Linked DNA regions of Sus scrofa: region 1 is linked to region 2. Evidence: chromatin contacts called from public promoter capture Hi-C data. All regions are on one chromosome and are shown on one strand. The core of a region is the stretch at or near the end of the contact, and the rest is flanking DNA. Distances in the headings are between cores, read along the strand shown.

Region 1 (5,110 bases), core at 2,112-4,611, 110 kb after region 2:
ATCGGGTTCTCTTACTGTCCGAAAGGGCAAGGGGCAGTTGGAACTCCAAGGAGGGGACTAGATCAGATGTGGGCAGGGGGGAGCTGTAGTGCCACCTTCTGCTCTGTGGGTGTGTGGGTGCTGGGGAGGTGGCGAGGCCAGGCAGGAAACAGTGGGAGCTAAAACCTCCTCTTGAACCTCTTTTTGCTTCCAGGAGAAGGAAGCAGGAGTGCTCAGGTCTGTGGGCTTTCTTGCCATGGTCTTCAGAACTGGATAAGGTCCACCTTTGAGTTTGGGCCCCTTTAAGAGCATGCTGAGCTATTTCACTTTGCCCCAGTGACTGCGAAGTTGATGCAAACCATGACTTACTGCGCCACCGTGTGATCACCTCGGAACAGCAGCTCAGTTGCTGCTGAGCCTGACTATCCTGAGCTAGCCCCATGCTTGGCTATTCTGGCTGCCTGATTCCAGCTGGGTGCCCGGTTTGGCTGCTCTTTTCTCCTTCCTCTTTTGAATCCTAGAACTGCTCTATCTGAGCCATTTGGTTGCCATTAGCCAGACGTGACTAATTATATATAAATAGTTTAAATGAAAAACAAATTAAAATTTGGTTCTTTGGTTCCACTAGCCCACATTTCGAGGGCCCAGTAGCACATGTGACCAGTGGCTACCATTTGGAATAGTGCAGATATACAAAATCTCCATTATCACAAAAAGGTAATGGACAGTGCTACCTTTATCTGTCCTTGGTGGATGCATATTTCACAAGTGTGTTCATACTGAAGTTGTTTTTCATCTCAGGATAGTGGGGTTCTCCATGAATTGGATGCTACGTCAGCTGCCAGAGGCCAGGGCCCTGGGATGCCTTGACCACAGGCCACAGGGCCCCCTCCCATCCCAGGCCTGGCGTAGGTACCCTGCAGGCTACAAAAGAAGTATGGGTTCTGTCTGGGAGGAACTCACAGCGTAGATGGAGACCAGGAGTAGGAGGGCAGCAGGGGGTGCTGAGGTGGGCAAAGTTCTGCCAGGCAGTGGGGCCATGCTCTGACCTGGCTTTTACTGAGAAGATTGAGCCTTGGAAGGCAGGTCCCTGTCCTCATTTAGTTCCCCACACAGCTGCTTTCCCTACCCACACCCTTGACTCTCTTCGAGGCTTATATAACCCTGCTTTTTCTGCCTTTTTCAGGGGGTGCTGTCCGACCTCACCAAAGTGACCCGGATGCATGGGATTGACCCTGTGGTGCTGGTCCTGATGGTGGGCGTGGTGATGTTCACACTGGGCTTTGCTGGCTGCGTGGGGGCCCTTCGGGAGAACATCTGCCTGCTCAACTTTGTGAGTGGCCCCAGGTGTGGGGGTGGGAGGAGATCCGGAGGTGGGGGGTAGGCTCTGCTGGGCAGGCTTAGCCCTTACCTAGAGGGGGTAGCAGCTCTGATGAGCCTCCCCCAGGATCTGGCAGTGGTGGGCCACCATTTGTACCCTGCTGCCCACCAAAAGGTAAGATTTCAGGAAAAGATAAGATGAACTAGCTGCTTCCTGGGAGAAGCTGGGCCCTCTGGTTTTCAGCTCCTAGTAGGTGGAGTTGACTGCTTGCCGGGCCTGCTCCCCTCCCACTCCCTTGCCTTTTATCTACCCACAGACATTCTAAAGGAGTTGTTTGTTTGCTACTCACCTTTGCCCTTCCTGGCTAAGATCAAAGGACATTGTCCGGAATGTTAGGAAATCTTTTCCCTCCTCTAGGCTCCAGGGAATCTGTTGGGTATGCAGTGCAGAATCCTTAATTTCCTGGCAGAACTTTGAATAGTTTTATATTTAGATACACATTCATTTTGAAATGCATTCAGTTAAAATTAAACAGCACCTGGTGGGGAAAACGCATAATCGTGTTTTGCAATATATTATTTGTTGGATTTATTAGATCAAGCTTTCTCTTTTTTGGGCTTAATTTAAAAAGCAAAACTCGTGGGGTTTTTTTTCTCTTAAAGTTATTATGTTTGGTTATCTTGCTACTACGAGAATGGCGATTACGTTGCAGAGCCCCTCGTGTGTGGTAGTGGGGGGGGCGTGTGTGTGCACGTGCACACATGTCTTACTTTGGGATGTTGCTGGTTGTGGCAGCTGCCCAGTGTGCTGTGTGGCCAGGGATGATGGCTGTGATAACAAAACTCTACAAGCTGGAACCCCTCCTCGGCAGGAGGGGACCTGTGGCTGCAGTGGCCTTTACAGAATTCCAGCTGTGTTTCTTCTGCAGAGTTTTCTTTGCAGTTGACTATCCTATCTGCACATATGGAGTAGGTACTGATAATATCAACAACTCCAGAGTTGTAAAGAGCCCTGCCAGGGATCTCAGATGTCCTGCCTGGGCTGTGTGACCTTAAGTCAGCTACCTACCTGAGTGAGCCCCAGTTTCCTTTTCCCTAAAGTGGGGGTGACAGGTGAGATTGCTAGCAGCTGGGCTGGGTGCGCCGGGAGATTGGTCAGAGAGTATGGCTCGGGCACAGTCTCTGCCCTCAAAGAACCGATGGCCCGGTGGGGTGGGATAGCATTTGTTCCCATGATGGGTTTTCCTTGTTGGAGTAGGGCAGCCTCCTTCACAGGAGGTGGCCGACATTGTCTTGGAGCCTTCTTAATACTTCAACTCCTCTGACTTTCTGCCAGCACTGCAGTGACATGGGTGGGGAGGACCATCTCCATTTTATTTTATTTTATTTATTTTTTTTTTTGTCTTCTTGCTATTTCTTTGGGCCGCTCCCGTGGCATATGGAGGTTCCCAGACTAGGGGTCGAATCAGAGCTACAGCCACCAGCCTCCGCCAGAACCACAGCAACTTGGGATCCGAGCTGCGTCTGTAACCTACACCACAGCTCACGGCAACGCCGGATCGTTAACCCACCGAACAAGGGCAGGGACCGAACCCACAACCTCATGGTTCCTAGTTGGATTCGTTAACCACTGCACCACGACGGGAACTCCCCCATCTCCATTTTATAAATGACATGGAGTGGAGCTGTCCAGAGCGCCCTAACTCTGGACAGCTAATAACGTGGGAATCCCTGGACCCTCGCATGGGTCTCTCGGGCCCTTTGTGGCAGGCGGTGGTCCTGGGTCAGAGGAGAGTGCCCATCTGGCTGGGAGGTTGGAGGTGTGGTGACCTTGGCTCCTGTGCTTGTCCCCCTGCAGTTCTGCAGTGCCATTGTGCTCATCTTCTTTCTGGAGCTGGCTGTGGCCGTGCTGGCCTTCCTCTTCCAGGACTGGGTAAGGGACCGGTTCCGGGAATTCTTCGAGAGCAACATCCGATCCTACCGGGATGACATAGACCTGCAGAACCTCATCGACTCCCTTCAGAAAGCTGTAAGCACCGCCTGGCTTCTCCCTGATAGTGCTCAGCTCTCTGGGCTGCAGTCTGTGTGTACAGCTCGGGGGCGGATGGCTAACACAGGCTCTCCCTCCTCGGGGGGGCCATGGGAGGTACCAGGCCTACTGTCAGGGTACCCTACCTTGTTTGCTTTGGGGAGGCTGGCCTCCCTCCTGAGCCCACAGCCACCCTCCCCCTGCAGGGCCTGGATCTCTCCAGCCCCATGCGGGCAGCTGCAGTCCCCTGGGCCGGTGACTCCCTCCCTGTCTGAGGCTATTCCTGTCTCCTGTCCCCTTCCTCCCTGAGACCTTTTCCCCTTCCTGTTTGAGAGGGCAGAGCTGCCTGGAGGCAGCTTCTTCAGATGGAGAGGAACACAACCTCCCTGGAATATGTTCCCGGTGTTTGTCTAAGCATTCCCGGCCTGGGGCCTTTTTTTTCCATCTGGTCTCCATCCCCCTCGTGTGTGGCTGCACCTGGAAGCTGGGACTGCAGCCGTCCCCCTTGTTCCCCTGCCAGGAGGAACTCACTCCCTACTGTGCCGACCTATACAAACAAGGCTGTTGTTTGATCTGTCAGAAAACATAGCCTTTGCAGGAACTTTTTATATGGAGCCCCTTGGTTCTGAAAAGGAAATAAAGCATTAAAAATAATATGGGAGTTCCCATTGTGGCTCAGCAGGTTAAGAACCTGACTAGTATCCATTAGGATGTGGGTTTGATCCCTGGCCTTGCTCAATGGGTTAAAGGATCCAGTGTTGCCTTGAGCTGCAGTGTAGGTTGCAGATGCAGCTCTGATCTGGTGTTGCTGTGGCTGTGGCATAGGACGGTAGCTACAGCTCTGATTCGACCCCAAGCCCGGGAACTTCCATATGCCACGGGTGTGGCCTTAAAAAGACAACACAGAAACAAAAGACAAAAACCTATCATCCATTGTCCATGTTAACCAAGACTTGTTTACCTTTATTTATATATGGTAGGGTCTAGCAAAACCCGTTATGTGACCAGAGATCATGTGTCATTAGCAATGACCTGTATGATCTGTGAAAGGCCACCATCCCACCCTCTTCTGATGTCCTTCCCTCAATGTACCTCGTTCAAAGCTGCAGTTCTCTTTTCATTTCCACTTGGCCTTGATCTTGCTGGTGTCAGGGATACCAGGGTGTTTCCTTCCTGTACTGGCCTTAAAGACATTGTAGTTTTCCCCCTTGCCTTCCCTTCCTTTTGAAAATGCCTTTCCCCAGAGGTATTGGGTGAGTGGTAGAGCTTCCTCATGGTGAAATATTAGGTGGTCCTTAGAGCCCCTGGGGACTGTGGGGGTGGGTGAGGTGGGCAGGGGAGATGGGATTTACCTTAGAAATGAAGAGCAATGCAGAAATCCTGGTTGTGGGCTTGTGATTCTAGCCGTAACTGTGTCAGCTATAAGGACAAGTGCAAAAATATCTGCTCTTGGATTGGGACACCATTGACGTCATGGTGATGCTTTCACTATGTTTGGTTTTACGATATTTTAGACAAATGAGTGTTTTATTTGCTGCTTCATCAGACCTTGCGGGTGGGGAGGAAGGATGGAGGCCCGGGATCAGGGGTCAGGGGCAGAGCTTTGATTGCGTTCCCATTCACCCCAGTCATGATGCTTTCCTTGAGAGTAGACGGTCAGCTGCTGTTCTCTGTAAAGAGGCACAAAAGGTGCCTGGGGCCAGCTTGGACCTTTCCTGGGGAAGAGGGTGCACTGCCCACAGGGAGGTGTTCTCTTGGAGGGCAGTAGAGGGACCACTTCAG
Region 2 (4,597 bases), core at 1,160-3,659:
CTTCAGCCTGTGCCTTCTCAAATTGAGACTGCGAGGAGTGTGTTAATTAGCTATCAGATCTAGCCTGGCTTTTGAAGTCCAGAGCTTTGGAATGCTACAAAAGTGTAAATATAATCATGGCTTTTTGCATTTGGTAATTACACCACAGTGGAAACTTCAGGGACCTCCCACCCCAGGATTCTGCTACTCATGACCCCTGAATGGTTCTGTCATTAATATTCAGTCTCTGGGGACCCATACCCAAGGGAAATGGCTTCCTGTTCCATTCTAAGTGGCCTTTCCTGCACCCTTTCTCCCTGTTGACCAAATATCCTATTTCAGGACAGTCAGAATAAGTTCTCTCCCCCTCCCCCCTTCACAGGGTAAGGTATTAAGCAGGACAGATAAAGGCCCTCTGGTGGTAAACTGTCCTCTTGTGACTACACCAACACTGTATCAAATTCTGCCAAATGTTTCAGGCCTTCAAATCAAATACCTACTCCTGCCAGAAGGCTGCATGATTGCTCTCACCTCCAATCTAGAAACACCCTCTCTTTCACAACACTTCCCAAGTACACCTCCGAGCTGGCCTTGGAACAGGCTCTGGGGTTGAAAATAAGCAGGACCCCGGAGTTCCTGTTTTGGCTGAGTGGGTTACAAACCCAACTAGTATCCGTGAGGAGGCGGGTTCGATCCCTGGCCTCACTCTGTGTGTTAAGGATCTGGCGTTGCTGTGGCTGTAGTGTAGGCCAGCTGCTGCGGCTCCAATTTGACCCCTGGCCTGGGAACTTCCATATGCCGTGAGTGCAGCCATAAAAAGACCAAAAAAAAAGCAAATGAGCAGGACTCTATGGGGCTCCCAGGCAAGAATAGGCCTCAGTTCAAACAGTTACTAGTCAGGGAAGGGAGAGGATTCAAAGACCAGTCCAGAAACAACAGTGCAGCCTTAGGGCAGGGTCCTGGCAAGGAATATGCATAACACTATCTTTGAGTTCTTCTGCAGAACTAAAACCCCCAACAAATGAAAGATGTTAACTACTTGATGAAGCATTCTATAGTCCAAAAAGGAGGAGGACTACCAGAATCAGTTCCAGGGCCACTAAACACCAGCTGTGAAGAATACAAGCTTGCATCTCCTCTGATCCTTATCTGTGGCCCTATTTTCCACTCCCAAACTTTAAGACCCCTTCCTATTCACTCCCAAAGGAGGACACATTCTTTAGGGTATTAGACTGCTGTGGCCTCCTTTGCCTGGCAAAGCAATAAAGCAATTTTTTTCTCCTTCACCCAAAATTCTTGTCTCTGAATTTCTGTTTAGCACTTGTGGGCATAGGCAGAGTTTCTGCACCAGGGTCCCAGAGATGAAGCAAAGGAACTTAGAAGCTGGTTAGGGACTGATGAATCTCTTTGGGGTTTTTTTGTTTTGTTTTTGGTGGAGCCTGTGGCATGTGGGAATTCCCAGGCCAGGGATTGAACCCTCACCACAGCAGGGATCCCAGCCACTGTGACATGGGATCCTTAACCAGCTGTGTCACAACGGAACTCCAAGTAGTGATCTCTTGAATGGATTCTATTGACCCATAAATTTACAAGCAATCGGGAATCTGCATGGGAGGTCAGAAGGGTGAATCAAGAAAGCTTTTGGACTTTTTACACCAGTAGGCAGTTGCCAGGTGAACTCAGGGGAGCCAACTGCAGGCAGAGAGCCACCTCTGATCAGTGGGTGTCTCAGCCTAACTTTGCTATTTCATTGTACACTGCCTGTGACTGATCAGTTGAACCAGCGATACTGTGAATCATTCCTCCTGTCTCCGAAAAGGTGTTCTTTCAACCGCCTGCGTTTACAAAACAGTGTGGACACTCAACATACCACGAGTAAATATGTAGATGAACAATGTGGGTCAAACTAGACCTTGACTTCTCAATCTGTGAAATCAGGCAACATTCCAGGAACCAGTGGTCCAGCCGCCACTCACCATCCTCTGCCAAAGAGCCAGCATTTTGCGGGTGAAAGAGGTTGCGGGATGCTGTCAGATGCTGGCAAAATTCTGAATTTGTTCCTAAAGATTTAAGGGACACTCACCGGAATGCGTCGGTCCTAAAGACTCCCCCTCCCCATGCCAAAAAACAGAACAAGCTGTCCAAAAATAACTGCTCAAAAACTCGCTGAGGACTAAATGGGGATTGTCCTCAGCTACAGGACTTCCAGATCCAAGTAGAGCCTCCTTTTGCTCCAGAAGGCGCTCCTAGTGATAGGAGTCTAGGGTCACCACTCCCGAAGGACTGAACGGAGCTAGAGCTTTGAGAAAGAGCACAGTGCTGCAGAGTGTCGGACGCGCGCTGGCAGCCGGCGACAGCTCCACAGTGGCGCTGGCACGGAGCCACTGAGGGGCGGGGCTGATCACGTGAGGGAGGCGCGCGGGGCGGCGCAGGCGCGATCCTGCGCAGGCGCGGGGGCCACCCCTGGGACCCCTGGGCCTGGGGAAGGTTTGGTCCGCCACCCCCCACGGCGTCCTGTGTTGCGAGAGGAGGCGGGAGGGACGGAAACTCCAGCGGTACGTAAGGCGCTCAGGACTCTGCGAGGCACGTGACGTCCGCGAAGGCAGGTGAGGAAACTGAGGCAGGGCGGGGCGATCGAGATTGATGGGCGCGCGTGGGTGGGCTGGACACCTGGCAGGTTAGGTCCGCCCTTCGGGAGGCGCACCTGCAGGGCCGGATCCAGGACCCTATTTGCCTCTGTGAGTGACGTCCCTCTCTCCCCAGCGCTCTGCGCTCCTTGGGAAAACCCCGTGTTTGCGGTCAGAAGACCGGGAGCCGGGAGCCGGCACTGATCGTCTAGCCAAGAACGCCCCCTCTTTCCAACCCCCAGCGGCCCCGGGGTTTGAGAGAGGCTGATGGCAACGACCCGTCTGGGTAGTTTGGTCAAAGAACCGAGAAAGGGACTCTGCCCTGGCGCGTCCGTCTTGCGGGGCCGAACCTGGGATGGGCCTGGGGGGCTGCCTGGGGGTGGCCAACTGTACAGCCGGCGATGTGCAGGTGGAGACCGAGAGCTAGGTCATCCTGGGCCCTGTGCTTGCATAGGGTCCTGTATTTTATGGGGCCGCGATTTCCTGCTTTTTTAATAGTCTCAGAGGCACCTGTTTTGCCTCTTTCCCCCAAAGGTTCAAACCCCTGACAACTTTGAAAAGAGCCCAACTGTAAAACATTGTGCTGAAGTCTGGGAATGAAAAGTCGAACAAGGCATCGGTGATTGGTCTGGACAGTCTCTCCTCAAGGTTGTTGCGGGGATCAGAGCTGAAGAAGATGGTTAAGGACCAGGCTGGCAGGGGTTGTGGGGAGGGGCAGAAGCCGAGCTGGGTTTCAGTCCCAGCTGACTTTGGGTCTCTTTTCCTTACCACACCAGGCTTTTCTAGCCCAACTAAACTAGCTCTCAATCTAGTTTTTTTTTTTTTTTTTTTTCTTTGTGCTTGGCAGATGACTAAAAACAGAAAATACTTACTTCAGATTTATTTGGGAAAGCATTATCCACGAGCCAGCCTGTATAGTCTCTGATATTCTCGCTTCAGTCCTGTTCTGGAGACTGAGAATTGGGATCCAGAAACCTAGACTCCTTGGAACATACCCAGTCATCAGAAACCCATCATTTCGTGTACAAACAACATTTTAGGGGCAATCATTGACTAATCTAGAAGTGAGCAAGAATTATACCTCACATTATGTCACTCTTTGTAAGGTAGCTTACGAAGCACCACCTATACATTTAATCCTTTGATTCCTATAACTCTGTAGAAGATTATGTTTTGTAATTTGGGAAGCATTCCTGTTTTACTAATGCAGAAACACTTGCCTTGTTCAGATTCTTAACAGCTTGTAGGAATTTGCATTAGGTTTGAGTTAATTTTGGTGTGGCCCTTTCATATTGCCCTTTTTTTATAAGGGCATGACATTAAGTTGAGGTTTTTTGCATGGTTCCTGAGGGGTAAGAAGACATTTCTTATTTTGTCTTATATGCTTCTGTCATTTTAATGGTGCTTGGAAAGTTTGGTGAGGACTGGAATTCTGGCGCTCGATGCCCCAAGCTCTGTCAGTATCCCAGAAATAAGGCAGCTCTCCTGCCAGCTGAGTACTTGCCTTTTTGTGAAATTTTGAGCAGAGAGACTCCAAATCTCCCTCTGCTGAGGTGTATGTGGCAAGAGTTGTCTTGGAGGCACTGTGAGGGAACCAGCTTCACCCCTGAGCTCAGTGACCTCTGGCACAGGGGGATTACAACTGGGCAGGGCCCTTTGCCTTTCCTGGTGCTGGCAGGCTGCTGAAGGGCAGCATGGAGTATGCCTTGTGGGGTAGGCAGTTAGGCCAGAGGAGCCTGAGAGAAACCAGGGTTCCCTCCAGACCCAGGACTTCCAGCCAGGAGGTGGGCCTGCAGTGACACAGTTGGAGAAGTTATTCAGTGTTTCGTTTCTGTTTTGCTTCAGATGTCCTGCTGTCATAAGAGAATGAGTGAATCTGAGCCCTGCAAAGAAGAGAAGGATACATTGCTGCCTTACGATTCTGTAGTGCTTTATTGTGTTCCACATTGTTCTTCTAGTGTATTCTTTCTGACAGCCCTTCAAAGTGCCAT

What was found. Promoter capture Hi-C pulls out the DNA fragments that hold promoters and counts their contacts.
Region 1: a contact with region 2 is called in a promoter capture Hi-C map of fetal liver, with 3 times the contacts expected there. The contact joins the enhancer-like site here to the promoter of FAM213A in region 2. A contact is called at or near these places in 2 of 5 promoter capture datasets (fetal liver and liver), 25 of 47 Hi-C or Micro-C datasets (adipocytes, adipose tissue, alveolar macrophages and 15 more) and 2 of 2 datasets of contacts at active chromatin or transcription factors (alveolar macrophages and skeletal muscle).

Annotation. Positions count from the first base shown.
Region 1 is chr14:82,352,585-82,357,694 of Sscrofa11.1, forward strand. It overlaps TSPAN14 (tetraspanin-14), which reads left to right. Exons shown (of 9, transcript XM_021074409.1): 4 at 1,166-1,312; 5 at 3,158-3,328. Among named protein-coding and RNA genes, the nearest start is that of SH2D4B, 23 kb to the right of the region's middle. Within about 2 kb of position 3,362, at least 8 of the 83 cell types and tissues checked have an H3K27ac peak or open chromatin away from gene starts, as enhancers often do. A contact at or near this core is called in adipose tissue, where this site is marked.
Region 2 is chr14:82,247,069-82,251,665 of Sscrofa11.1, forward strand. FAM213A (family with sequence similarity 213 member A) reads left to right here and starts at 2,410. Exons shown (of 6, transcript NM_001244375.1): 1 at 2,410-2,585. LOC106506062 (a long non-coding RNA gene) reads right to left here and starts at 2,281. Exons shown (of 3, transcript XR_001301043.2): 1 at 2,063-2,281.